7 separate regions of the Mus musculus genome follow, and all the other regions are linked to region 1. Evidence: chromatin contacts called from public HiCAR-type and promoter capture Hi-C data. All regions are on one chromosome and are shown on one strand. The core of a region is the stretch at or near the end of the contact, and the rest is flanking DNA. Distances in the headings are between cores, read along the strand shown. Region 1 holds the start of Cdadc1 (cytidine and dCMP deaminase domain containing 1). Region 2 holds the start of Xpo4 (exportin 4). Region 3 overlaps Lats2 (large tumor suppressor 2). Region 4 holds the start of Lats2 (large tumor suppressor 2). Region 5 holds the start of Sap18 (Sin3-associated polypeptide 18). Region 6 holds the start of Mrpl57 (mitochondrial ribosomal protein L57). Region 7 holds the start of Zdhhc20 (zinc finger, DHHC domain containing 20).

Region 1 (3,357 bases), core at 531-3,030:
TGAACAATAGCAGGGATGGGTCAGGTTATGAAAGTTGTGCGTCTCTAGGTCAAGCCTCTTTTCAAGTTGGCCGGCTTTCAGAAAACAAGGATTTCTTTTGATGCCTCTTGCAATTATTTCCATGTCCAGTTAGATTTTAATTTTTAAAGCCTTAAACTGATAACAGGTATGGGTCAGATTTCTAAACAAGATTTCAAATAAAATATTTAAAACAAAACCAACTTATTTCTCTTAAATAAACAAAACCTCCATGGTATCTGTCAGATGAAGGAGAGGATGCCAGAAACCAAGGGTGAGAAAAAAAACTTTTGCACTGAAAAGGGATTCAAGTTAAATGTATATAACAGAATTACGATGAGATAAAATATGGACAATAAAGCTAAAAGGATTTCCAAATTTTGTATTACTAGCAAACTGACTTTTACAATGCACATTTTTAAGGCGCTAAATGTCTCCAAAAGAAAAGCCTTAATACCTGGTAATCATGGCACACACTAGAAATAACTTTTCAGACTGGAAATATGAGCTAGTTCGCTGTGGTTACAGGCACAGCATACAAAAGCCATGACACCATTCCTAGGTTCTTGCTGCATTTGGCTGTTAGGACTACAGTTGGCCAATGAAACCAGACTTAGACTACTGCTTTTCCAAGGGTAAACACTCTCTATGGAAATAAGGTATACCTGAGATTTTTGCCCTTGGGCTTCCACTCCTGGGAAGAGCTCCATCCAGAGACTGAGCAGGGTGAAAAGGTTCACTTTAGAAAGCCTTGGTATTTGACCTACAAAAGAGAAGGCAAGCACTTCAGAATTTCACTAGTGAAGGCAGAGGAGCTAAGCTCAAAGCTACGAGTGAGCTGCAGATGGTCTGGCAGGCAGGAGAATAAAAGCTTCCTTAGCAAGAGTGGCCACAACCTCACTTTCAGTGACCTCGGGTGGCACTTTCCAAAGTTGGGTGCTTTTTTTTTCTCCAGCTCACCCCACAGGTAAAATAGTAAAACTGATACAAAGGCTCTGGAAATAATCAATCAATCAATAGGATAAGGGCTCCTCTCTGATGTAGCCGAGGAGCAAGGTCCCCACCCCTACCCCTCTGGAACCTGGCATTGCTAAAAGGGCAATGGTTGGAACATGATTGATCTTCAACCATAAGGCAAAACTTGAGGGAGGTATCACGGGTGGTGAATTTGCCAAAGCGCAATTTCAGGCTCTTCAGCTCCGGGATACTGACTCTAGGTGCAACCACCCACCAGTGCAGGACAGGACGCGACCTATGAAGCCTGGACAGCACAGTGTCCGGGACGCGCGCCTGGCAAGGAGACCAGGGACGGCGGGGCAGACAGGAGTCGCTGTGAGTCACAGGGCAGGCAGGGTGTCAGGGAGGTGCAGTATGTGTGTGTGTGGGGGGGGGGGGGGGAGTAGCAGGCTAGCAGGGCGGGAAGGAGACATAGAGCAGGGAGGGTGCTGGGCTGTGCGGAGACACAGGACAGGCAGGATGCGGAGCTGGAGGGAGACTCGGGCAAGCGTGCAGAGCGCCAGGAGAGGGGCAGGGCGGGAGAGAAGGCCACCGCACTCACCCGTCATGCTGCCCGTCTGCGTGCCGACTGACCTCTCGGCCCCGGAACCCTCCAAACTCTGCATCTGATCCGTTTCTTTCATCCCCAGCCCAAAGGCCTCGGCCCAGGACAGCTTGCCCGGTCAGGCATGATAGGTTCCTTGAAGCTCGCCTACGGCCACCTCTGCGGCCTGTCAACAACCGCTTGTTCTGCGCAGCAAGATGACGTCTCGGTATGCCCCCCCCATCGCTTCCGGCGCTTAATGTGACGTCAGAGTCCGGCGCACCGAGGTGGTGGTGGTGGTTATCTATCAGTTATGCTACTCTGTGTAGCAGGCTGTGTTCAGTGATTTTTGCAGAAAGAAGGACGCTTGAAGTTGTCTTGGTTCGGGACAGTAGGGGACCAGGGTGGAGGACTTAAACAGAGAGAGGCGAACATAGAACCGGAGTGGGCGAGGTGGGGGAAGCAGGGCCATCGGAACCCAGCCGTCAGATGTGGGCGGATCCCAGGGTATTTGGTTCTGCTTCATATCCAAACTCACACAAACTATGAGAAGAGAACTGGGAGGATCGAAGAGTTAAGTAGACAGCGGAACCTGAAAAATCTGAGTTGTCCGTCCCAATGAATTTGTAAATAGAGCGTACGTGTGCGCGCTTACCGTACAGAGGGTATCTTCCTCTATATGGCCCTCCAAATGTTTGTTTTGAGAATGGGTCTCTGCTTGGATCTGGAGCTCACTGGTTGGCTACACTGGAGCTTCATCCTCCTGTCTCAGACTTTACACACTTGTGACTACAGGCTGGTGCAGCTTTACTCAGACCTTTTTTTTTTTTTAATGTGGGTTTGAGGGATCCAGAAGGAACTCCTCAAGCTTATATCTAAAGCATGTACACAATGAACCATCTCCTCAGCCCCCAGTGAAAAATATAAAGTGTAAAATGAAGCCTGGAGAGGTCAGAAACATGGCCCAGCAGTTAAGAACACTTCCTACTCTTCCAGTGGGTCTGAGTTCAGTTCCCAACACCCACATCCAGAGTGGGTCACTACAACCCTTAACTCCAGAGATGGATATTTGAACAAAAATTGTAAAAATAGTTTTATTTTTATTTAAAATATAATATCATTACAAATCTCCCCCCTCCCCGAGGCCCTGATCATTTTTAAATTAATTCATGGTTTTTCTTTAACCACTATTGTTTATATACATGTATTATATATGTATATAATATATACACACATATATCTCTACATATATGTGCTTGTATGTATATGCTTTTAGGACTGATCACTTGGTACTGGATAACTAGTTGAGGGGACTTATTCTTGGGGAAGACTAATTTCTCCTCTGTTATTATTTACCCTTCATCTAGATATGGGACCCCTGGGAGATTTCACCCATGTTGGCAAGTTAGCTGGTGTTGGCATTGTTCGGGTCTTGTTTTGGCAGCCATGTTGTTGAAATTTTGTAGGTGGAGCTTTCCTGCAACAACTAGAAGACAATGTTCTGACAGCTTCCTGATCCTCTCTGGCTCTTACAGTCTTTTCATCCCCCTCCCCCCTTTCTGAGATGATCCTGAACGTTAGGTGTAGGGGTTGAGTTCTAGATCCAACCTTCAGGACTGGATATGCAAGGTCAGTTGTTCTCTACATTTTGAGAACTGCTGTTGCTACTACCTTCCTCCTCCTCTGCTCCATTCTCTCTCTCTCTCTCTCTCTCTCTCTCTCTCTCTCTCTCTCTCTCTCTCTCTCTCTCTCTCTCTGTGTGTGTGTGTGTGTGTGTGTGTGTGTGTGTGTGTGTGTGT
Region 2 (3,357 bases), core at 475-2,974, 1.9 Mb before region 1:
CTTTTATTAAACCTAAGATTTTACTGCATGTTTTTTTAAAAGATTTATTTATGTGTTTTATCTGCATGGCCCGTGGAGGTCATCGGATACCCTGAAACTGGAGTCAAGGACAGTTGTAAATCACCATGGGTTCTGAGCAGGGTCCTCTGCTAAAGCAACAAGTGATCTTAATCCCTGAGCTGCCATCTCTCTAGGCCCTCTTCTCACTTTCTAAAAGCCAAAGCATCTTATATTGTATGTGAAGACAAAACTTAATGGAGTTACAATTGGTAACTACTGACTACCTGACCTGGGAACCTGCTCAGGTCCTCTGGAAAAGCAACACGTGCTCTTAACTACTGAGCAGTCTCTCCAGGCCTTAACTAAAATATCCTTAAATAGGATGCTCCAACAGAATCCTTGACAGTAACCTTAAAGTAGGGTAAAAAAGAAATCTAGCTGCATTTAGTTGTTAAAATGTCTAAATCATTTCAAGTAATAAAATGGACATCTAATTTTAAAAACAAAACAAAAAACCCTACAAATGCAATCGTCATAATTTACAAAGAACGAAAGAAAGAAATCAGGCTGAGCCAGCAAGCATAAGACACACAGTTTACTAAGTAACGAAACAGTATCCTTCTCCTTACTTTTGCTCCCTATGTGAAATCCTGTTTATAATACCGACTCGTCCTGCTCAAACACCCTCACCAAACTATTTCGTGGTAGTTGTTAGACTTCAGCTAATAAGTACCTGGGAACCTGCCACAGAGTCAGTTTTCCAAAACGCGAAACCCACAAAGAGTAGGTCTTGAACCAAGTTTTGCCCCAACGACCTTGGTCCTAAAGATTAGCCTCTCTCCCTCCGGCCGGTCCGTCCACGTGCCGCCTGCTGCGGTTACCCAGAACAGTCTGCATGTCAGGCAAAGAGCTAGGGGACCCGATCCACAAGAGAACGAGGGTTGCTAACAGCACCCAGACTATGCCATCCCTCTCCTAACAGGATCAACTCCCCAGCGTCATGCACACAGTCCCAAGAATGTTCCCTAACCCAAGTCCTGCGGGGTTCACCCTGTGCCTTGCTCTGCTACCCAGTCTGCCTAGCGAGGTATGGAGCGAAGCTGGCGGCACAGGAAACTCTCCATCTTACACCACTACACCCCAGTGCCAGGCGGAGGAACAAGGCGGTCAGGGAAGGAGACAGCACTAGAAAGTAAAGAACCAAGGCAAGAGGAAAGTAGGATGGAGAATCCTGCGCCACGCCACCACCACCTCCACTTCAGGGTTCATCCCAAGGCCCTTCCTGGCCACCAACCCAGCGGACAGCAGGCCTGACCAGGGAGAGCCAGCCGGAGTCCCACTAATCCCCCGTTTCTCCGGACCCGGCGTCCTCACCATCAGAACTTTGGCCGCGTTCTCCAGCTGAGCGATCACTTCTGGGGGCCCCAGCGCCGCCGCCATCATGGTCTCTCTTCAATGACGCGCCATGCGCTGCATTCTGGGAGCAGGCGCCGCGGCCGGCCAATCGCCGCCGCGACCCCGGCGCCTCTCGCGCCTCCCGGGCTGTCGCAGCAGCCGTCGGCGTCGCGCCCCCAGCGGCCTGACGGGACCGCCGATTCCTGAGCAGCTGGAAGGAGACAAGCGTGAGCCCGGTCGCGGCGCTGGGAGGAGGGCGGCGGCAGCCGGCACCGGGCGAGGCCGAGCGGTTGGCTCTGTCAGCCGCGGCCGGGCATCCCGCGCGGGTCTGGGGCCTGCGCATGCGTGGTTCCCTGCTGGGTGCGGGCCGCGAGGTCCTGGACCGGAGCCGCGCAGCCCGTTAGCTGCGGGTTAAGGTTTGGGTGTCCTGCCCGTGCGGGAGCTTCCTCTCGCTCCCATAGGCTGTCCGGTGTGGAGCAGGATCTCTTAGCCTTGGAAGCGCTCTCCTAAGGGTGCGTCTACGCCCAGAATTCATGCCTCCCGCTCCGCGGTTCATTCCGCTGTGAGAAAAGGGCATCCGTGGACGAAATGCTTGGTTTTCTTGATTTTTGAAACCCTCTCCCTAACCACTTGGCTTCCTGAAGTCAGTAAGGGCTCAGCTGCCGCCAGCTTTGGACTTCAGGAGTTTATAATAGCAATGCTAAGTACAGAATCTGCGAGGAAAGGTGCGTTACAGTAACTTCAACGCGCTGTCTTCTCTCCGGTTCTTTAAGGTTTTGTTTTTCAAAGTCTACGTCCAGGAAAGTGATCCCGACATCAGCTAGTTCAATGTTCAAAAGGTGGTCTAGTTGAAGTATTTGTATGTTTCGACCTGACAGCTCCATTTTCTGAGTTTTGTTGACTGCCTGTTCTGCTTTCTGGGGAAAATCCACGTTTTTGAGTTCCTTCTGTAGACTTCCTGGTTTTCCCAGAGATTTGTAAGTCTGCCCTCCGCCCCTTTGAGGTTTTGTGTCTTCGAAATAGAATTGCATTAATTTTTAAATGATTTATTTTTTATTTTATGTGCATTGTTTTGTGTGCATGTATGTCTGTGTGAGAGTGTCAAATCCCCAGCAACTGGAGTTACTGATGATTGTAAGGGTGCTGGAACTGAACCTGAGTCCTCTGGAATTGCAGCCAGTGCTTTTAACCACTAAGCTATCTCTCTATTACTATTGTTTCTATTGAAACAAATGTAAATTCTTCTCTTCACCCCACCCACTCTCAGTGCCTTTATTTATTTATTTTATATGTAAATACACTGTAGCTGACTTCAGACTCCACAGAAGAGGGCATCAGATCTCACTATGGATGGTTGTGAGCCTCGATGTGGTTGCTGGGATTTGAACTCAGGACCTTCAGAAGAGCAGTCAGTGCTCTTAACCGCTGAGCCATCTTTCCAGCCCCTTTTCTTGTGTTTTTAACAGGATTTTTCTATTCACGCTGTAGACCAGGCCAGCCTCAAACACAAAGATCCACCTGCCCTCTGCCTCCTCAGTGCTGGGATTAAAGGCATGGCCAATCGGTTTTTTGTTTGTTTGTTTGGATTTTTTTGACTTCTCTACTATTTTTGAGAAGTAAATTAATGAGATTTTTTTTTTTTTGCTTGAGAAATAAAAGTGTCTTTCATTTCATTACCAGATGACAAAATTAGTTGAAGTGCTGTTAATGGTGGTTTTCCTGTTGAGATTTGTGTGAACAGGGGCCAGCCAAATGGCTCAGCAGATAAAAGAACTTTCAGTACTAGCCTGAGGACCTAACTTCAATCCTAAAGTGCATAGCAAATAGAGAGAACTGACTGTAAATTGCCCTCTGACCTCTGCACTTGTCTGCCTTCATGCATCCGTAACATACACTGTGCTAGTTAGTTTTTGTCAACTTGACACAAATCTAGACTTACCTGGTATATTGGCTGGTTTTGTG
Region 3 (3,357 bases), core at 560-3,059, 1.9 Mb before region 1:
AAAGCTAAAGGCAGGGTTGGGCCTGGCTAAGACTGGGATGGACAGCAGGCAATCAACTCTTGTCTTTTACCTTTCTGTATTTGCTAAACGTCCATGAAGAGGCATACCTTATCTAGTAGAGAGAAGACCCAAGAGCGGGGATGACACAGTAGAAAATCCTTTATCGCCTCAGTCATTTTATTTCTTTGCTTACTGGGCTTATGAAGGGCTGGGAGCAGGACCTTGCATATGCTAGGCACATACTCTGCCACGGTGACCCTTGCATATGCTAGGCACATACTCTGCCACGGTGACCCTTGCATATGCTAGGCACATACTCTGCCACGGTGACCCTTGCATATGCTAGGCACATACTCTGCCACGGTGACCCTTGCATATGCTAGGCACATACTCTGCCACGGTGACCCTTGCATATGCTAGGCACATACTCTGCCACGGTGACCCTTGCATATGCTAGGCACATACTCTGCCACGGTGACCCTTGCATATGCTAGGCACATACTCTGCCACGGTGACCCTTGCATATGCTAGGCACATACTCTGCCACGGTGACCCTTGCATATGCTAGGCACATACTCTGCCACGGTGACCCTTGCATATGCTAGGCACATACTCTGCCACGGTGACCCTTGCATATGCTAGGCACATACTCTGCCACGGTGACCCTTGCATATGCTAGGCACATACTCTGTCACGGTGACCCTTGCATATGCTAGGCACATACTCTGCCACGGTGACCCTTGCATATGCTAGGCACATACTCTGCCACGGTGACCCTTGCATATGCTAGGCACATACTCTGCCACGGTGACCCTTGCATATGCTAGGCACATACTCTGCCACGGTGACCCTTGCATATGCTAGGCACATACTCTGCCACGGTGACCCTTGCATATGCTAGGCACATACTCTGCCACGGTGACCCTTGCATATGCTAGGCACATACTCTGTCACGGTGACCCTTGCATATGCTAGGCACATACTCTGCCACGGTGACCCTTGCATATGCTAGGCACATACTCTGCCACGGTGACCCTTGCATATGCTAGGCACATACTCTGCCACGGTGACCCTTGCATATGCTAGGCACATACTCTGCCACGGTGCTACCCTAAAATCCTTTTTCACCAAGTTTACCTTTTGGTCAGGCCAAATAATTTGAAAGCCATTGAAGGAGGTGGAGGAGGAAAAGGAGGAGGAGTGGGGGGGGAAGAGGAAGAAGACGAGGAGGAGAAGATGGCGAGGCAAACAGCTGTCCCACCCAAAGACCATTGTGAGCCATTTCCTGTCACCAGCAGTGCAAACTGAAACAAGCTTTCTTCCTTCCCCACTTACTAGTATTTCAGGGGAGGTTCATGTTGAAAGGCGGGTCCCGTTCCAGAAAAAAGGAAGGAGGAGGAAATATCTGAGATCTACATCCACTGTCCTCCCACTGGCCAATACCTGTACTTAAGAGATTCAGTGGAGGCAGATCCTGTCACAACGAACGCCACGCACAGCAGCTTGGCTTAGTCCTTTGCACATTGTTTCCTCCTGTTTCCCTTTCCTTGCTTTAGACAGGGTCTCCCTACATCACCCAGGGAGGACTCAGGCTCAGCACTGCATTACAGGTATACATGACACATCTAGCTCTCTATGGCTCTCTTCAGGTTAATCAGATACACTTCATAAAGAAGTGCTCTGTGGATTATGGACTATCCCTCATTTGATGTTGGGGGAGGCGATGGAGGCTTTTGCCTGGACCAGTATGACTCACATCTGCTTTGGCAAATATTAACCAGCAGCTGGAGGCTGTGGAGCACTGGAAGGACTCTTGAAAGCCAGGCCTCAGAGCAGGGGAAGTGAAACCACAGTACCACAGCCTGCCTGCCATCGCAGGCCTCCCAAATCGAGTGCCCTGTGAGTCGGAAACAAATTGCTATAAAGGGCAAAAGAGAACAGCTCAAAGGCACATGGGGACTTTAGGAAAGGCTGCTGCTGAAACAAAGCAAGCTTGACAGACACCAGGATCCCCCCAGGAAGAAGGGGGGAGCTATAAAATACAACCCTGAAGGCCCCAAGCCAGCAAACTGACAGAAATCTGTCCCTGAGGAGAATAGACTGTTGGAGCATGCTGAGGACCAGGATTGTAGCTGGAGTAGTGGGGATACCAGTGCTGGCAGGGACTGTATACTCCGCCAGCAAAATGCCACCCTCAGCAGGCTATGAGGGGACAAAAGGGAGAAGTCACAGCACACAGAACAGACTGAGAAGTAACAGTCATCCAGCACTGAGCCTGGTGACAAGCATCCCAAGTCAAACCAGAACTCCTTGCCTCCACTCGGAGTCCGAGTCAGGCACACAGCTCCTCACGATCTGGCCAAGTGCTCTGCAGGTGGGGCCCTTTCTGACTCTCCTCAACTCACTGTAGCTTAAAACTGGGCCTACAGCCTGTCTCACACAGCTCACTCACGCCTAGGTGACTGCCTAGTGAATGGGGGCTCCACCCCTTTGTAGTGCTGCCAAAAGCTGGCGTGACTGCTGAGGAAAATTCACATTCTTCCCTTGATGGCTTACGAATGTCATGAACTGACTTCCTTAGCTAATTTCCCAGAGCATCTCGCTCACCCGCACTGAGCCTATTGTCAGGAAGCCGGCCTGCAAAAAGGCACATCCTGACCACTGCCTGTGTGCGGTGAAGAAAGTCAGTTTGTCTACATTCTCTCTGCCCTGGTTCCATTAAAGACCTGAATTACTTGAGGACATATGGGGTAGGTTAGGAAAACGACAGTTGACACAGAAACCCAGGGCCAAGGAACTGTTAAGGACATGGAAACACAAAGGACAGGCTGGTTAGACAAGCACAAACCACAGGTCAGTTCAGGGACCAGGTAGCAAAGAGCATTCCTCAAGGGAGGCAAAGCCATTTCCTAGTACTCCTATCGGAAAGAAATTTCTCATCTATATCTTTCCCTAAGGGACACAACCTGGGGAAGGTGCTATTCTAAGACTGCCAGAAGCCATGGGTCTGCACCAGGAGCTACACTCAAGACCTCAGGCTCCCTGAGAACAGGAAACCAAAAAATGACCCCACATGAAGGATGCAGAAGCCGTCTACCGTCTCAGCAATACCCCTGAACCTCATGCACCTAGCAACCCACGCAGGTGTCCTGCCTGTCACCCAGCAGCACCTCCACATGTATACCATAAGGAAGACCCTCCTGTCTCCAAGCAACACCTCTGTACCCCAAGTGCATGTTCCTGTCTCCCAACAAGTCTGCAACCCTCACCATGCAGGGGTTCCACCTGCCTGTCACCCACTACAGCTCCAGGAGAGAATACAGGCCCCCAGAGAAATGCTACCTACATGCAGCCAGC
Region 4 (3,357 bases), core at 224-2,723, 1.9 Mb before region 1:
ACAACACAGCATTTAAAATAACAAGGCATTTTATTGTAAACGTGTTCCCCGCCCATCATTGAAAGTCCCTCCCACCACTGAAAGTCCCTCCCACCAAGGCCGTGATTTCTCGAAGGAAAGAAATAACCCACAGCTCCAATTTACATTTATACTATTCCAACTAGATGGCGAAGCTGAAAAACTCTCAGTTCAAAACTTCGGATTCTGTAATTCTGTATAGCAGCCTCTGTTGGTACCATATGAAGCTGACATTTTGAAGTGTGGTAAAAGTTAAGCAATTTCAAAGGAACCATGGTGAATTCGTTCAACAGCGTTTTCTATACCTGGATAACCAAAATTTTACGAGAGGCTGAATACTGTAATGTATTGTTAACTATAGTTAAGTTAAAAACAGGCTTTCTAAGCAGCGTCTGCATTCCTATGCTGGAAGATTTTTTTTTTTTTGTTAGCGCCTTATTACAACAGTTGCTAAAAGGGGAGAAAAGAAAAATCACAAAAAGTAGCCTTGTCTCCAGATTTAGCACTCAAAACTGGTGAGCATCATTTACTGACCTAACCTGGGGTTAAACTAAAAATATGGAGCAAGACTTGGTACAAATTCCCTAATAAGCGGCTACATTACGGGCAAGCAGGGGAAATTTAAAGGCGTGAAAAGTCCTCGCTCAAACTTTTTTGTCAACAAAATCTGCACGTCCAGTTCTCTCCCGCTCACACTCACAGGCATAAGTTTTCACCCGGCCGCCTCCTGCACGCCGCTGGTGGCCGAAGTCGCCCGGGCGAGACCCGGGCCACGCAGGCGAGGCTCGTGCGTGACCAGCGCTACGGACTCAGGCCGTGGAGTCGCGGCGGAGGCCGGCCCGGGAGAAGTCGGCTCAAAAGAGACGTTACGCAACCGCCCCGCACCGACCGCCGGACGGCGCAGCCGGGGACGGGACACCGGACACCGGGCGGGCACCGCGCCGCCGAGGGCCAGAGGTGCAGCGCGCAAGGCCGCGAGCGCGCGTGGTGGACGGCGCGGCGCACGGAGGCCCAGGCTGGGCGGGGTCGGCGCCGCGGGACGCGGGGTCTGGGCCTCCGGACGCCGCCGCGCGAGCACAACAAAGCCGCCCCGCCGCCGCCACCCGCTGCTCCGCACCCGCCCGGGACCCAGCGGACGGGTTGTCCCTGTCCCGCAGGGCAGCTCGCCCGTGGGACCGGGCGGAGCCCTGTCCCGACAAACTTCCCGGCCGCGGCCCCTCACCTCCGGGAGCGCTCTACACCCTCGGCGGCGTCCTGGCCCGCGGCTCCGGGACCTCGCGCGCCGGGAGACCGGGCGCCGGTGGCGGCAGTGGTTGCTGACCCCGGAGGGTCGGGGGAGCCCGGGGAAGCGGCGGCGGCGCTGGCGGCGGCGGCTCCATCTTCCCGGGGCGCTCACGCCGCGGTTCCGAAGCGCAGACCCGAGCGGGACATTCGCTACATTGTTGGCATTCCACGGGCGTCACGTGACCCCTCCTCCCGCGTCACTCCCGGCCGCATACCAGCCCGGGCGGGGCGCCCGCGGCCTTGCTACCCGCCGCCCGCTCCGCCCCACGGGCCGCTTCCTGCGCCGCCTGGCTGGGCGGCCACCTGCCCTGCGCTGGGCTCGCGTCGGAAGCCCCCAGCCCGGGAGCGCCGGTTTCCCTAAACGCCTCGTACCAGTGGGTGAGAAAAGTAAGTTCACAGGCCCCGGTGCCAGCCACGGAAAGTGCAGCCGGCTGCTGAGACCCGGGCATCAAATAATAAACCGGGACGCCTGACAGCCTGGGCTTAACCGGACGCAGGCTAACCAGCTCCCTCCCTGGGCACGTTTTAGGAAAGTGCCTTATGGTTTTATAAAACACATCAGTATTGCACGAACCAGCCGAGGAGACTGGCGTTTACACTTCGGCCACTCCTTTATCCTCCATTTGGGGATTTGGTCCAGGGACAGACGCTGAGAAATAACAGCGTGGAAGCAAAGTCTTTCGTTTACTATTGGCTGTCTAACGTCACACTCCCCACCAACTTACGATCTGTGGTAAGTGATGGTGGGGACTAATAGTCTTAAAAGTCAACCAGACTTCCTCTTTAATTAGCAAACGTGACATTTGAAGTTTCAATTCCGGAAGAAATTCACAAGAGTGAAGATCATTTGTACCAGTTTTTATTTTTGTCCTCGGGAAGGAAGTCGAGCCCCCTCTCCTGTGCCAAATTCAGGCTGTCTTGTCAGAAGAACCCTTGTCAGGACTGTTTTAACTGCCTCAACAGACTTTAGTCCTGGACTGCCCCTCACCACCACCACCCCCACCCCCACCCCCACCCCCACCTCTCTAATTCCCTTAAGGCTTCTTCCAGAGATTCTCATTTCTTTGTCCTTTGAACTTTAATAATTAAGCCTCTTGCAGATTAGCCTCATTTTCTTTAGTCAGCCTGACCCTGTGTGCTACACTGACATCTTGCACCGTGATGAGAAACCAATGCATCAAGTAATATTCTGTAAAAGAGGAGTCTAGCACTCACCTGGGAACTTCCTCCCCCATCTCCCCAAGCGCACTGGCAACCTTCACTGTGTGTTAAAAGTTCCTATCTCTTGCTCTAAGAAATGTTAGGGAAGCCGGTTAGTGATGCACACCTATAATCCCAGCTCTCAGGAAAGCAGGTGATCTCTGAGTTCAAGGTCAATCTGGTTACAGAGAGAATTCCGGGACAACCATGGCTACACAGAGAAACCCGGTAGAGGGGGAAAGTAGGGGTGCAGAGGGAGGGAGGGATGGAGGAAGGGAGAGAGAGACAGAGAGACAGAGACACCAGTGCCAAGGGATCCAATGCCTTGTTCTGTGGGTAAATGCACACACACATGTGCATATGCTTAGCACAGACACACACATAAATAAAAATAAATCTTTTTTTTAAAAGAACAAAAATAACTTTCTTTTTGTCAAACAGTGGTGGCGCATGTCTTTAATCCCAGTACTGAGGAGGCAGAGGCTGGCTGACCTCAGAGTTCGAGGCCAGCCTGGTCTACTGAGTTAATTCTAGGACAGCCAGGGCTACACAGAGAAACCCTGTCCAAAAACAACGAAACAAACAAATAAGCAAGAACTCTTTGCAACAGCACTATTTATAATAGTGAAAAGCCAAGGACAGCTGGACAGCAGGAGCAGAGAGAGAGAAGCTAAGTAAAGAGGCCGGCTTTATTTCTGCCAAAGGACAAATGATTACAGACAGAATTCAGAACCAATGTGGGGTGAACAAAAGCAAACTGCAGAACTGTACATATGTCATGACACCATCTCCATAAATAAACACAGGCTTTGGACTCTGTACTCACCTCTCTTACATACCACAACCATGATAGCC
Region 5 (3,357 bases), core at 528-3,027, 1.8 Mb before region 1:
GATTTGGCAGAGAGGTGTCCTGTGATGGATTGGTAATCTGGCCACTTGGCAGAGGATGCAGCGGTATGATGGGGATCCAGCAGTCGTCCCAGAAGTAAGGAAAGCAGCTTATAATAAAGATGTAGAAGTAGAGGTGTCTACAAGGCGGAGGACCTCTGAATTTAGCAGATAGTGAAGGTACAAGACAGGAATTTAGGCAGAGATTTAGCAAGTTGTGTTGTCCCACCCTGCCTTGGGTCTGTTAACGACTAGGAGCACAGCAGTTTAGGGAAGGAGGTCCTAGATAGAGGATTTAGTAAGGCCTGGCTTGTCCTCGCTACAGGAGCAGCTTCTGTCTGAAGTTATGAGCATTCTACATCCTCTTAAATCTGTTTATTTTTATGCTGTGTGTATGGGTGTTTTGACTGTTTTCATGTCTGTGCACCACATGCATGCAGTGCCCAAAGGAAGCCAGAAGAGGACATCAGAGCCTCTGGAACTGGAGTTACAGGTGTTTTGAATTGTAGCCTGGTCCTCTGTAAGAACCTCAAGTGAAGAGCATTCTCATAATGTCTCTGGATATACTCCTAGCAAAGATTTTCTCTAGAGTCTATCAGCAAGAAGGGGTTGTAAGGACTAGAGGATGACTAGCAAGGAACCCTAAAGAATCCAAAGTGTGTGCCAGCTTGCCTTCTCACCGGAGTTCAGAAGTGCCAAGGCCAACAGCTGCTACTGGCAGTGTCTAATTTTTGCAGATATACTACATCCGATTTGTTTGTAAAGCAATCTATTAAAAGCAGTCACCAGATCTTTAACGAACTCTCTGGGTTAGCAGTGACATTCCGAACCTTACATGCTTACTGTCTAGATTTCATTTTTAAAGCAACTGCTTTAAAATGGAGCTATGGGGTTTATGTTTTAGTATCTATAGCATATTGTGAAGGTTTCTTTCTTCCTTCCTTCCTTCCTTTCTATCTTTCCTTCTTTCTCTCTCTCTCTCTCTCTCTCTCTCTCTCTCTCTTTCTTTCTTTCTTTCTTTCTTTCTTTCTTTCTTTCTTTCTTTTTCTGAGACAGGGTTTCTCTGTGTAGCCCTGACTGTCCTGGAACTCACTCTGTAGACCAGGCTGGCCTCAAATGCAGAAGTCAGCCTGCCTCTGCCTCCCAAGTACTGGGATTAAAGGAGTGCGCCACCACTGGCCGGCATGAAGGTTTTTTCAATCAGTCTTTCTCACTGATACTTTTGTAGTTTTTGTTTTGAAACAGGCTCTCTCCACATAGCCCTGACTGTCCTGACACTCTGAAGACCAGGTGAAGGTATGCATCACCATGCCGCTGGATTTGCCTCTCTTGAATTTTGCGTGACATAAAAAGAGCCTATTTCATTCATAGCCCCTAAACAGACAGCTTTACCCCATCATCTACAGAAAAGGTATCATTTCGCTGGCCTTGCAGTACCTTTCTGCACTGGGGGTCCATATTAACCAGTTCAGTCGGTTTATCATCACTATGACTACCTGGTTCATATTTTTACATGTCATGTGAATTTTCTTAAGTTTTTCGTGATCGCTACACATTTTCATCACTACGCATGAAAATATTACGTTAAGCTGACCTGGGCAGTGAGCACGTAAGAAAACAACTAAGAACGATCAAGACGCCTGTAGAGCACTGCGCATGCGTGTGCCCCACCCCTCTCCCCAAGGCAACACGTACGCGCGCGCGTGCGTGCGTGTGCACCCACACATACGGAAATACGCCTGCGCCATGCGATGCCCCGCCTTGCCACTCGTTTCCTATAAAACCTCGTGCCTTTCCTCGCGAGAGACGACTAGCTCATGCTCGCCGCAGGGGTCGGAGGTCAGGGCGAGCGTCTCCCGGGCCGAAGGAGGAAGATGGCGGTGGAGTCGCGCGTTACCCAGGAGGAAATTAAGAAGGAGCCGGAGAAGCCGATCGACCGCGAGAAGGTGCGGGTTGCGGGCGGCTGCGGGGCAGAGGTGGCAGCAGCGGCGAGCTGGCGGGAGGGCGGGCGCGGCCTGCGGACGGGTGGGCGGGCAGGCCAAATGGCGCGCCCGAGGCTGACTCCCTGCTTCTCCGCAGACCTGCCCGCTCCTGCTGCGGGTCTTCACCACCAACAACGGCCGCCACCACCGAATGGACGAGTTCTCCCGCGGGAACGTGCCTTCGAGCGAGCTGCAGATCTACACCTGGTGAGCCGCGCGGGACCCGGGCCTGGCGGGCTGCGTCCTCGGGGACAGCCAGGGCGGGCTCGCCCGCCGTGTGACGCCTTTCGGGAGTGGGGATGAAACGTTAGGTCAGAGTGAACTGACCGGCGTCGCTCTCGCCGTGTGGCCGCCCGGTACAAAAGGATACGTAGGTAGCTTACGGTGCGGTAGGATAAGATGGTAGAGGACGGGGAGGGAGATGGCTGTTGAGTGAACCGTGTTCGCAGAGTGGAGGCAATGGGAAGCCTCGAGCCACGCAGCACCAAGATATTAAAAAGCACCATCAACACCGAGCCCTTTCTGCCCCGGCCCTTGGTGTCAAAGCGTTTGGTGTTTGCACGGTGAGGACGGCTGTCCCAAGTGTTTCATCTCCGAGTACCTGCCTTGCTCAGGACCCACGCAGCTAGGACCGTTACAGGCTTGTCCTTTGGATTGTGTCAGGTTGACACTGTAATAGCTTTGGAAAAGCAGCAAAGGCGAATTTTAATACATTTTTGTTGCGGTGGTAAGATACACCACAAAAGAGTCCCTTTCTCGGGAAAACAGACAAACAACCCCCCATCCCCCCACCCCCATCCAAAACACGAGCTAGTGATTGAATTTATAAGGGAAAACTACTGAGTAGCGGCTGAATTTAAGCCACTCTCCACATACTAAAATTCCGTGTCCCCCAACAAATGAATTTTCCAGCTTGCCCGGACTTTGCTTAAGTGCTGCTTTTCTATTCCGTGAGCCCAGCTTTCTAAAGAGGGTTATCTCTCTGTTATCTGTAGAGATTGTTCCAGAACCACATGGATATCAAAATCTTGGAATAATCAAGTTTTTCACTTTAAAAATGTAGTGTTTACTGTACACACCTTTCAGCATATGCTCTTGAGACTTTCTGCTATAAAGCTTACCCTTCTTCTGCTAGGGCACTCAGACTGTAAAAGCTTGTTTAATTTTTAAAAATTGCCTCAAAAGAAAATCAGAGTTTATGCCAGCATTGAAGTTCACTAGGAACGATATATAAAATTTCGGAGTTAATTGCAGAATAGAGTATGAATTCTGGCCAGGTAAAATTTAGTTGCAAAAATACATAAGAAGGTAACAGTTGTCTGAAGTTTTATAACTTATTTTATTACACAGTGAACTACATACAGTTATGAAAAAATAA
Region 6 (3,357 bases), core at 351-2,850, 1.8 Mb before region 1:
TGCCGAATTAGCTCAACAACATAAACAAATAAAGCATATTTTAATTCCCTAAAATAAGAACAGTTACAAAAAAAAAGCTACAACAGTAAGTGATGTCTGTTACGAATTAAATAGAAAATACATATACTCTTTTTACTTTTCTGTATTTGAAATTTCCTACAGTACATGTTACTTTTATAGTCTCCAAAACATTTCCAAATGGAGAGTTAGTTATAAGTAAGAGGAATCTGTGTCTACGGGGTGCAATTTTTGCTTTGTTTCTGTTTTTCAAAACAGGGGTTTCCTGTATATCCCTGGATGTCCTGGAACTCGATTTGTAGATCAAGCTGGCCTCAAACTCAGAGATCTGCCAGCCTATGCCTTCTAGAGTGCTGGGATTAAAGGCAAGTGCCACTACATTCGACCTACTGGGTGCGAGACAGATTACATTTATGACATTTTATGATAATCTCAAAATCTGAACTACTTTTGCATCGATTTTTTTTCTTTTTTTTCTTTCTTTCTTTTTTTTTTTTTTTTTGGACAGGGTCTCACTAAGCCTGGTTGATTGGTCAGGTGCTAGCCTGGAACTCGCAAAAATCTACCTCCTTCAGCTTCTTGAGTGTTGGGATTCATGGCGGACGCCACTCCGTGACCTTGCAACTTTTTAAAAAAATCTCAGGCTGGGCTTGGTGGCGCACACCTTTAATCCCAGCACTCGGGAGGCAGAGGCAGGCGGATTTCCGAGTTCGAGGCCAGCCTGGTCTACAAAGTGAGGTCCAGGACAGCCAGGGCTACACAGAGAAACCCTGTCTCGAAAAAAAAAAAAAAGAAAAAAGAAAAAAGAAAAAAATCTCTAGTACAAGTTAGAAATGATGTTTAATTTTATTATTAAAAAATAAAACAAGAGGCGGGAGAGATGGCTCAGTGGCTAAGAATACTGGCTCCAATTCTGGAGGTCCTAAGTTCAATTCCCAGCAACTACAAGGTGGCTCACGACCATGTATAATGGGATCTGCTGCCCTTTTCTGTCGTGCCTGCATCCACGCAAATAGAGCATTCATATACATATATAAACAAATCTTAAAACAAACAAAAAAACAGCAGTGCCGAGTATTTGTACTTCAAATAGAGTGTTAGTGGAGAAAATGCAGATGCTTGCTTCAATAGGGGCCCATTCGAGTGAGACGAAATGACTTTACACGTACAGAAAACAGGGTTTTAGTGCGTCTTAATACAGTTGCCACTGGATGTTGTTAACAAACACCCAACCACCCGCTCGCCTGCGGCCACAAGGAGAATTTGTCCGCACAGTTTCCATCACAGATCAGCTACGCCCCTTGGACGACACCGCCCGCTGAGAACCGCACTCTCCCGCCCGCGCCCACTCACCGCTGTCCTCGCCGTCCAGCGCTCTCAGCAGCCGGGCCGTCTCGCTGTCCAGCGTGGTGGCCAGACCCCGCAGCTTACAGTGGAAACTCTGGATGGGGTTCATGCTGAGGGCCGCCGAGCCGACTGCTGACCTCCAGTCCCCTCGAACGAACGCGCTACACATTTGAATCCTGCGCAGGCGCAGAAGGCGTCTCTCGCGAGAGCGGAACTCTAGCATCAGGGCCCCAGAGAGACCGGAAGCAGCGCGCCGCCGCATCGGTCGGGGGACGCGGAGCGCCGAGGGGAGCGTGTCCCGGGCCGGTTGGTACGCGAGGTGGGTTTTCGGGGAGCCCCCACCCCCATATCCTGCAGTGTAGTCGGCTCCCGGCCACTCACTTCCGGCGAGAGGCCGAGCGTGCTCTGGATTCGGCCGCGGGATGTGGGCGCAAGCTTGGCACGCCGGTTGCTCGCTTCCCGGGTCCGGGGCTCAGCGACCGCGGCTTTCGTGTCATTTCCTCAGGAGGCACCATGTTCCTCACCGCTGTCCTCCTCCGCGGCCGCATTCCGGGCAGGCAGTGGATCGGGAAGCACCGGCGGCCGCGTACCGTGTCTTTCCAAGCGAAGGAGAGCATGATCCGTCGCCTGGAGGTGGAGGCCGAGAACCACTACTGGCTCAGCATGCCCTACATGACAGCAGAGCAGGAGTGCGGCCACGCCGCGGAGCGACGGGCCCAGGCTTTTGAAGCCATCAAGGCAGCGGCCACTTCCAAGTTCCCTAAGCATAGATACATTGCAGACCAGCTAGACCATCTCAACATCTCGAAGAAATGGTCCTAACCCTTCAAGATTATGGATACCGGACTGCTCTATCCTTACTTGGTCCTGGAGCTGAGAAAATGTAATTTATGTACCAGTGTGACCCCTTCGACCAGTATCTTATTAAAGCAAACATGATTGATTAATAGTTGTCTCATACGGAATACTTGGGACCCTACCTAGGCGTTTGTTTCACACCTGTAATCCCAACATTAAGAGGTGGAGGCAGGAAAATCTTTGCTGATGTAGTTAGTAAGACCTAGACTCAGAAGGCCAAAAGAGACTGTTTGAGGCTCCATATGTGCATAATCGGTCTATTTTCAGGGTTGTTTTTTATTTTTTCTGGCCTAAAGCTTGCAGCAGCCCTCCCTGTGCCTAGCTACTGGAATTACAGGCATGGTTCCCTGCCCTTCTGTAAAATGTGGGGTTTTTTTTTTTTTTGTTTGTCTCACTATATAGCCATAGAACTTGCTGTATAGGCTAGGCTGGCCTTGACCTCCGAGATCTACTGGCCTCTGCCTCCCAAGTGCTGTGACTAAAGGCAAGTGCCACCATACCTTGCACCTTTTAGATTTAAATGCTGTAAAACTACAAACTGATGAGTCTTAAGGCTGAGGTACTTGGCTAGAGCTTTGTTGTACAAGGGGTGTTTTCTTACTTTCTGTCTAGGATAGCCATTCTCAACCTGTTGGGCATGACCCCTTGTGGTGGTTGCAGAACCCTTTCATGAGGCTGAGTATCAGAGATTTGTATTATGATAACAGCAAAATTACAGTTGTGAAGTAACAATGAAAATAATGTTATGGTTGGAGTCACCACAACATGAGGAACTGTATTAAAGAGTGTAAGGGAGGTTGAGAACCACTGCTCTAGAATAGAGCCTGCCTTTGATTTCACAGCATTCTGTAAGTGGAAGTAGGATCTGAAGTGTTAGGTCAACTTCCATGCAAATTTGAGGCCAGCCTGAGATAGATGAGACCATTTCCCAAAAGAAGAGTGTTTTCTTTTAGAATTTGGATTCTGTGAGTGGACGTGTGAAGTAAAGATGTTTACTAGAACTGTTAACAGGAAAATTTCTGTTTGTTTGGTTTTTTGAGCTCGTCTATATTGCCCACCTTAGCCTGGAACTCCTAAATGGATACAAACAGTGCAATTTTTTTTTAAAGTTTGTTTAAAAACACCGTTTTTGGT
Region 7 (3,357 bases), core at 543-3,042, 1.7 Mb before region 1:
GCGCACGCCTTTAATCCCAGCACTCGGGAGGCAGAGGCAGGCGGATTTCTGAGTTCAAGGCCAGCCTGGTCTACAAAGTGAGTTCCAGGACAACCAGGGCTATACAGAGAAACCCTGTCTCAAAAAAAAAAAAAATCTGTAAAAATAAAAACCTGCAGAAGCTCAGCTACTTCAGGGTCTTCTATGAACAGAACTTGAGTTTTTAAACAAGTACTTGGTTTGGAGCTCGCCAAATCCAAAGCCACAATTGAGGTCTAGGCTCTACCATTTTTGAGTGATTTATTTATTATTATACGTAAGTTCACCGTAGCTGACTTCAGACGAACCAAAAGAGGGTGTCAGATCTCTTTATGGGTGGTTGTGAGCCACCATGTGGTTGCTGGGATTTGAACTCAGGACCTTCGAAAGAGCAATCAGTTCCCTTACCCGCTGAGCCATCTCACCAGCCCGATTTTTTTTTTTTTTCATTCTTGTATTTACCCCGTATGTTTTTCCCCAAAGAAAATCTGTCCTTCAGATAACCGAGGGCTCTGTCTGAAAATTAAAACCACATCACTTCTGGGAAACCAAGGGACTGCTTTTTCTTAGGGTTTTATTTAATAATGCTGACGGGAGACGAACACAGTAAAGAGCCAGTAGGTATAGAACGCACACTCAAAGCTTACAGGCAATTATTTAGTATCACTGACATAGTAATGGCCTAGGGTGTTAATGACAATGAACCAATCGGCTAAGTCATGTAAGTATAATGCAACGCTATTCCTTTATCCCAGGAAATCAGGTAAGAACCATACGGTAAAAAAAATTAAATAAGAAAAATAGCAAAAGTAAAACTAAACCAAAGCCCTAAAACTAAAGGTATAAGCAATACAAACCTACAAAGTAAACAGGCAAAAAAAAAAAGTCATTGAGCTTGCACCTCTCTTGTTCAATTCCTTGTGCCTCAAAACAACATTTTGTGTAAATCCAGCACTGAGACCCCCAGATGAATATTAAAAAGGGTCAAATACAGCTCAGACCAGGGGCTGAGCCCACACTGCAGACCCGGGAGACACACCTCCCTCCCAGGCCCCCAGGCTGCTTTCAGCTTACGCGCTTCTTCTCGCGCAGTTTGGGGAGCAACAATCTGGGAGGAAAAGATTTCTTTGTGCGTGTGTGCGTGTGTTTTAGCCAAACTGACCTCACAAGCCGTCTCAGAAGGGGTTCTCTAGTTCAAAAGGAAAGGCCTTTGTGAGCATTCCGTCACAGAAGGGTGGGAGCCCCAAGGCGACTGCAGCCACCCGGAAGCTTGGAGCGTGGGCGGCGCGCAGGCCCGAACTCGGGACCCCTCGAGCAGCGAGCCGTGGGCAGAAACCCACGGACAGGGGCCCCCACCGCCGGAGAAGCGCGGGCCGGAACCCTCGGACGTGGAACCCACGGGCTGGGGAAGCGCAGGCCGCCCCGCGGAATCAGAACGCGGCGCCGAGGCCTCGGCCTGCCACCCGCGGCCCGGCCCGCCGCCCGCGCCTCCCGTACTCACTCACGCACAGCTCCACCACGTACGCGTAGTAGGACCAGACGACCACAAAGGTGATGAAGAGCACCGGAACCCAGCCCACCACGCGTTGGCAGCAGCGCCAGAGTGTCCAGGGCGCCATGTTCCTCTGCTGACTGCCGGGTCCCGCTGCCCACGATTCTGTAGGACCACAAGACCCCAGCGGCCCTGTCGCCAGCTTCCCCGCCCCCGAGGCTCCGCCGCCGCAAGCAGTGGCGAAGGGCGACGCCACAACTCCGCCCCTCCCTGCGCCTGGCCCGGGTCCGCCCCTGACCCCGCCCTCGGGCCCGCCTCCGGGCCCGCCTCTCATCCCGCTGCGAGCTGTGAAGGGCGACGCTGCAACTCCGCCCCTCCCGGCGCCTGGACCGGGTCCGCCCCTGCCCCGCATCCTGCCGCTCCGCCCCTAGTCCCGCGCCTGGCAATCCCCGTAGGGGGTGGGGCTACCCGGCCGAAGGAGGCGGGGCCTGAAGTTGGGGCGGGGCTTCTGCTCAGGCCCGCCCATGGGATTTGGGGGTGCCTTGGTGGAAAAGAGAGGAGAGTGCTAAGGATGTGTAGGAGGCCATCTAGGACTGGGTGACGAGAGGGATGGGGATGCGCAAGGGGAGAGGAATGAATTCTTAGCTGCCCTGTGTGCCTTGGGTGGCACTCTGTATAACACTCTTCCCCTAGGTCTTTCAGGACCCATACAAGTCGGGTTCCCTATTACATAAGGCTGTGCATCACTCAAGCGTGCAAGCAAGAAAAATATTATATATACTTAAATATAAGACTCCTGTGACTATAATGTGTCTCCAATGAAGAATCCCCTGGGATAATTTGGTCCACGTATCGCTCTCTCCACCATGTTTTGTTTGAATTGGTAGGAGCCTGAGATTTAAGGTGGAAGCCATATACAACAGGTCAGTTTGATTTGGAGTCCACATTTAAGGTTACACCATGAAAGCAGAATATAGAAACAGCCCTTTCCTGGAGTGGGATTTTCAAATATTTACAGCTGGAGATTGCTAAGTAATGACTGCAATCTTAGAATCTAGAAGCCTTGCTGTGAAACATCATAATGTACAATCATTAGGAATAATTTCATACATTCTTTTAAAACACAGTACATTCATTTATTTACATTCTATGTGCGGATGTGCATGGACCACTGCTCATGAGGATGTGTGGCCCAGGGGTTGTCTGAGGACAAATGAAAAGTTTTTAAGTTTGGTTTGGGTTGGTTTGGGTTTTGGCCCTGGGCATAGTGGCACATGCCTTTAATTCCACACACTCAGGAGGAAGAGGACAGTGGAACTCTGTGAGTTTGAGGTCAGCTAAAACAGACTATTTACTAAAGTCTCCAAGAAGAAGGTAACTGCTATTATAGTATGATAAAGACTTAGTAAAATGAGTATTAATATTTAGTCACCATACACTACTGTTACATTAAAGTAACATGTATACAATAAGAAAATTGCAACATGCCCTAAAGATGACATTAGGACCCAGAAGTGCACACCTTTAATACCAGCACTTGGGAGAGAGAGGCAGGTAGATTTCTAAGTTCAAGGCCAGCCTGGTCTACAAAGTGAGTTCCAGGACACCCAGAGCTACACAGAGAAACCCTGTCTAGAGAAAAAAAAAAAAAAAAAAAAGCAAACATATTCTGACTTCAAATTTTTGACTACATATTAGTGGCAAAATTGACCCAACTCTAGGGCACTAAGGTGGGTAAAATTCAGCTATTTTCCCAGAAAAACTGTCTCAAAGAATTAAGATACAACATGGAATCTGGAGGCTAAGGATGGAGCCCAGTGGAAGACCACATAAAACTCATGTGTGGT

What was found. Promoter capture Hi-C pulls out the DNA fragments that hold promoters and counts their contacts. HiCAR-type assays count read pairs that join an accessible place to other places. Capture Hi-C pulls out chosen DNA fragments and counts their contacts.
Region 2: a promoter capture Hi-C map of liver shows a contact between it and region 1, with 2.8 times the contacts expected there. The contact joins the promoter of Xpo4 here to the promoter of Cdadc1 in region 1. A contact is called at or near these places in 3 of 39 promoter capture datasets (hippocampal neurons, liver and pre-B cells) and 2 of 9 other capture datasets (adipose tissue and liver).
Region 3: a promoter capture Hi-C map of liver shows a contact between it and region 1, with 3 times the contacts expected there. The contact joins the enhancer-like site here to the promoter of Cdadc1 in region 1. A contact is called at or near these places in 4 of 39 promoter capture datasets (hippocampal neurons, liver and pre-B cells) and 1 of 115 datasets of contacts at active chromatin or transcription factors (embryonic limb bud).
Region 4: a contact with region 1 is called in a HiCAR-type map of astrocytes, with 5 times the contacts expected there. The contact joins the promoter of Lats2 here to the promoter of Cdadc1 in region 1. A contact is called at or near these places in 5 of 39 promoter capture datasets (embryonic stem cells, hippocampal neurons, liver and 1 more) and 1 of 115 datasets of contacts at active chromatin or transcription factors (astrocytes).
Region 5: a promoter capture Hi-C map of liver shows a contact between it and region 1, with 6 times the contacts expected there. The contact joins the promoter of Sap18 here to the promoter of Cdadc1 in region 1. A contact is called at or near these places in 3 of 39 promoter capture datasets (hippocampal neurons, liver and pre-B cells) and 1 of 115 datasets of contacts at active chromatin or transcription factors (microglia).
Region 6: a contact with region 1 is called in a promoter capture Hi-C map of liver, with 5 times the contacts expected there. The contact joins the promoter of Mrpl57 here to the promoter of Cdadc1 in region 1. A contact is called at or near these places in 5 of 39 promoter capture datasets (cranial neural crest, hippocampal neurons, liver and 1 more) and 1 of 115 datasets of contacts at active chromatin or transcription factors (astrocytes).
Region 7: a promoter capture Hi-C map of liver shows a contact between it and region 1, with 3 times the contacts expected there. The contact joins the promoter of Zdhhc20 here to the promoter of Cdadc1 in region 1. A contact is called at or near these places in 5 of 39 promoter capture datasets (hippocampal neurons, liver, maxillary cranial neural crest and 1 more) and 1 of 115 datasets of contacts at active chromatin or transcription factors (astrocytes).

Annotation. Positions count from the first base shown.
Region 1 is chr14:59,596,179-59,599,535 of GRCm38.p6, forward strand. Cdadc1 (cytidine and dCMP deaminase domain containing 1) reads right to left here and starts at 1,781. Exons shown (of 10, transcript NM_027986.3): 1 at 1,577-1,781; 2 at 684-781. The coding sequence starts at 1,658.
Region 2 is chr14:57,663,514-57,666,870 of GRCm38.p6, forward strand. It overlaps Xpo4 (exportin 4), which reads right to left and starts at 1,725. Exons shown (of 23, transcript NM_020506.2): 1 at 1,375-1,725. The coding sequence starts at 1,443.
Region 3 is chr14:57,728,267-57,731,623 of GRCm38.p6, forward strand. The region is part of intron 2 of Lats2 (large tumor suppressor 2); the gene reads right to left. Among named protein-coding and RNA genes, the nearest start is that of Gm52140, 8.6 kb to the right of the region's middle. Within about 2 kb of position 1,810, at least 180 of the 459 cell types and tissues checked have an H3K27ac peak or open chromatin away from gene starts, as enhancers often do. A contact at or near this core is called in hippocampal neurons, liver and pre-B cells, where this site is marked.
Region 4 is chr14:57,744,650-57,748,006 of GRCm38.p6, forward strand. It overlaps Lats2 (large tumor suppressor 2), which reads right to left and starts at 1,474. Exons shown (of 8, transcript NM_015771.2): 1 at 1,241-1,474. Gm52140 reads left to right here. Exons shown (of 3, transcript XM_030248241.1): 2 at 646-1,689. The coding sequence ends at 1,663.
Region 5 is chr14:57,796,412-57,799,768 of GRCm38.p6, forward strand. Sap18 (Sin3-associated polypeptide 18) reads left to right here and starts at 1,778. Exons shown (of 4, transcript NM_009119.3): 1 at 1,778-1,943; 2 at 2,077-2,186. The coding sequence starts at 1,815. It overlaps Mir3077 (microRNA 3077), which reads left to right and starts at 2,013; the gene lies at 2,013-2,076.
Region 6 is chr14:57,824,639-57,827,995 of GRCm38.p6, forward strand. It overlaps Mrpl57 (mitochondrial ribosomal protein L57), which reads left to right and starts at 1,601. Exons shown (of 2, transcript NM_026401.2): 1 at 1,601-1,684; 2 at 1,871-3,357. The coding sequence starts at 1,879. The coding sequence ends at 2,187. Ska3 (spindle and kinetochore associated complex subunit 3) reads right to left here and starts at 1,525. Exons shown (of 9, transcript NM_198605.3): 1 at 1,372-1,525. The coding sequence starts at 1,474.
Region 7 is chr14:57,888,544-57,891,900 of GRCm38.p6, forward strand. Zdhhc20 (zinc finger, DHHC domain containing 20) reads right to left here and starts at 1,793. Exons shown (of 13, transcript NM_029492.5): 1 at 1,520-1,793. The coding sequence starts at 1,637.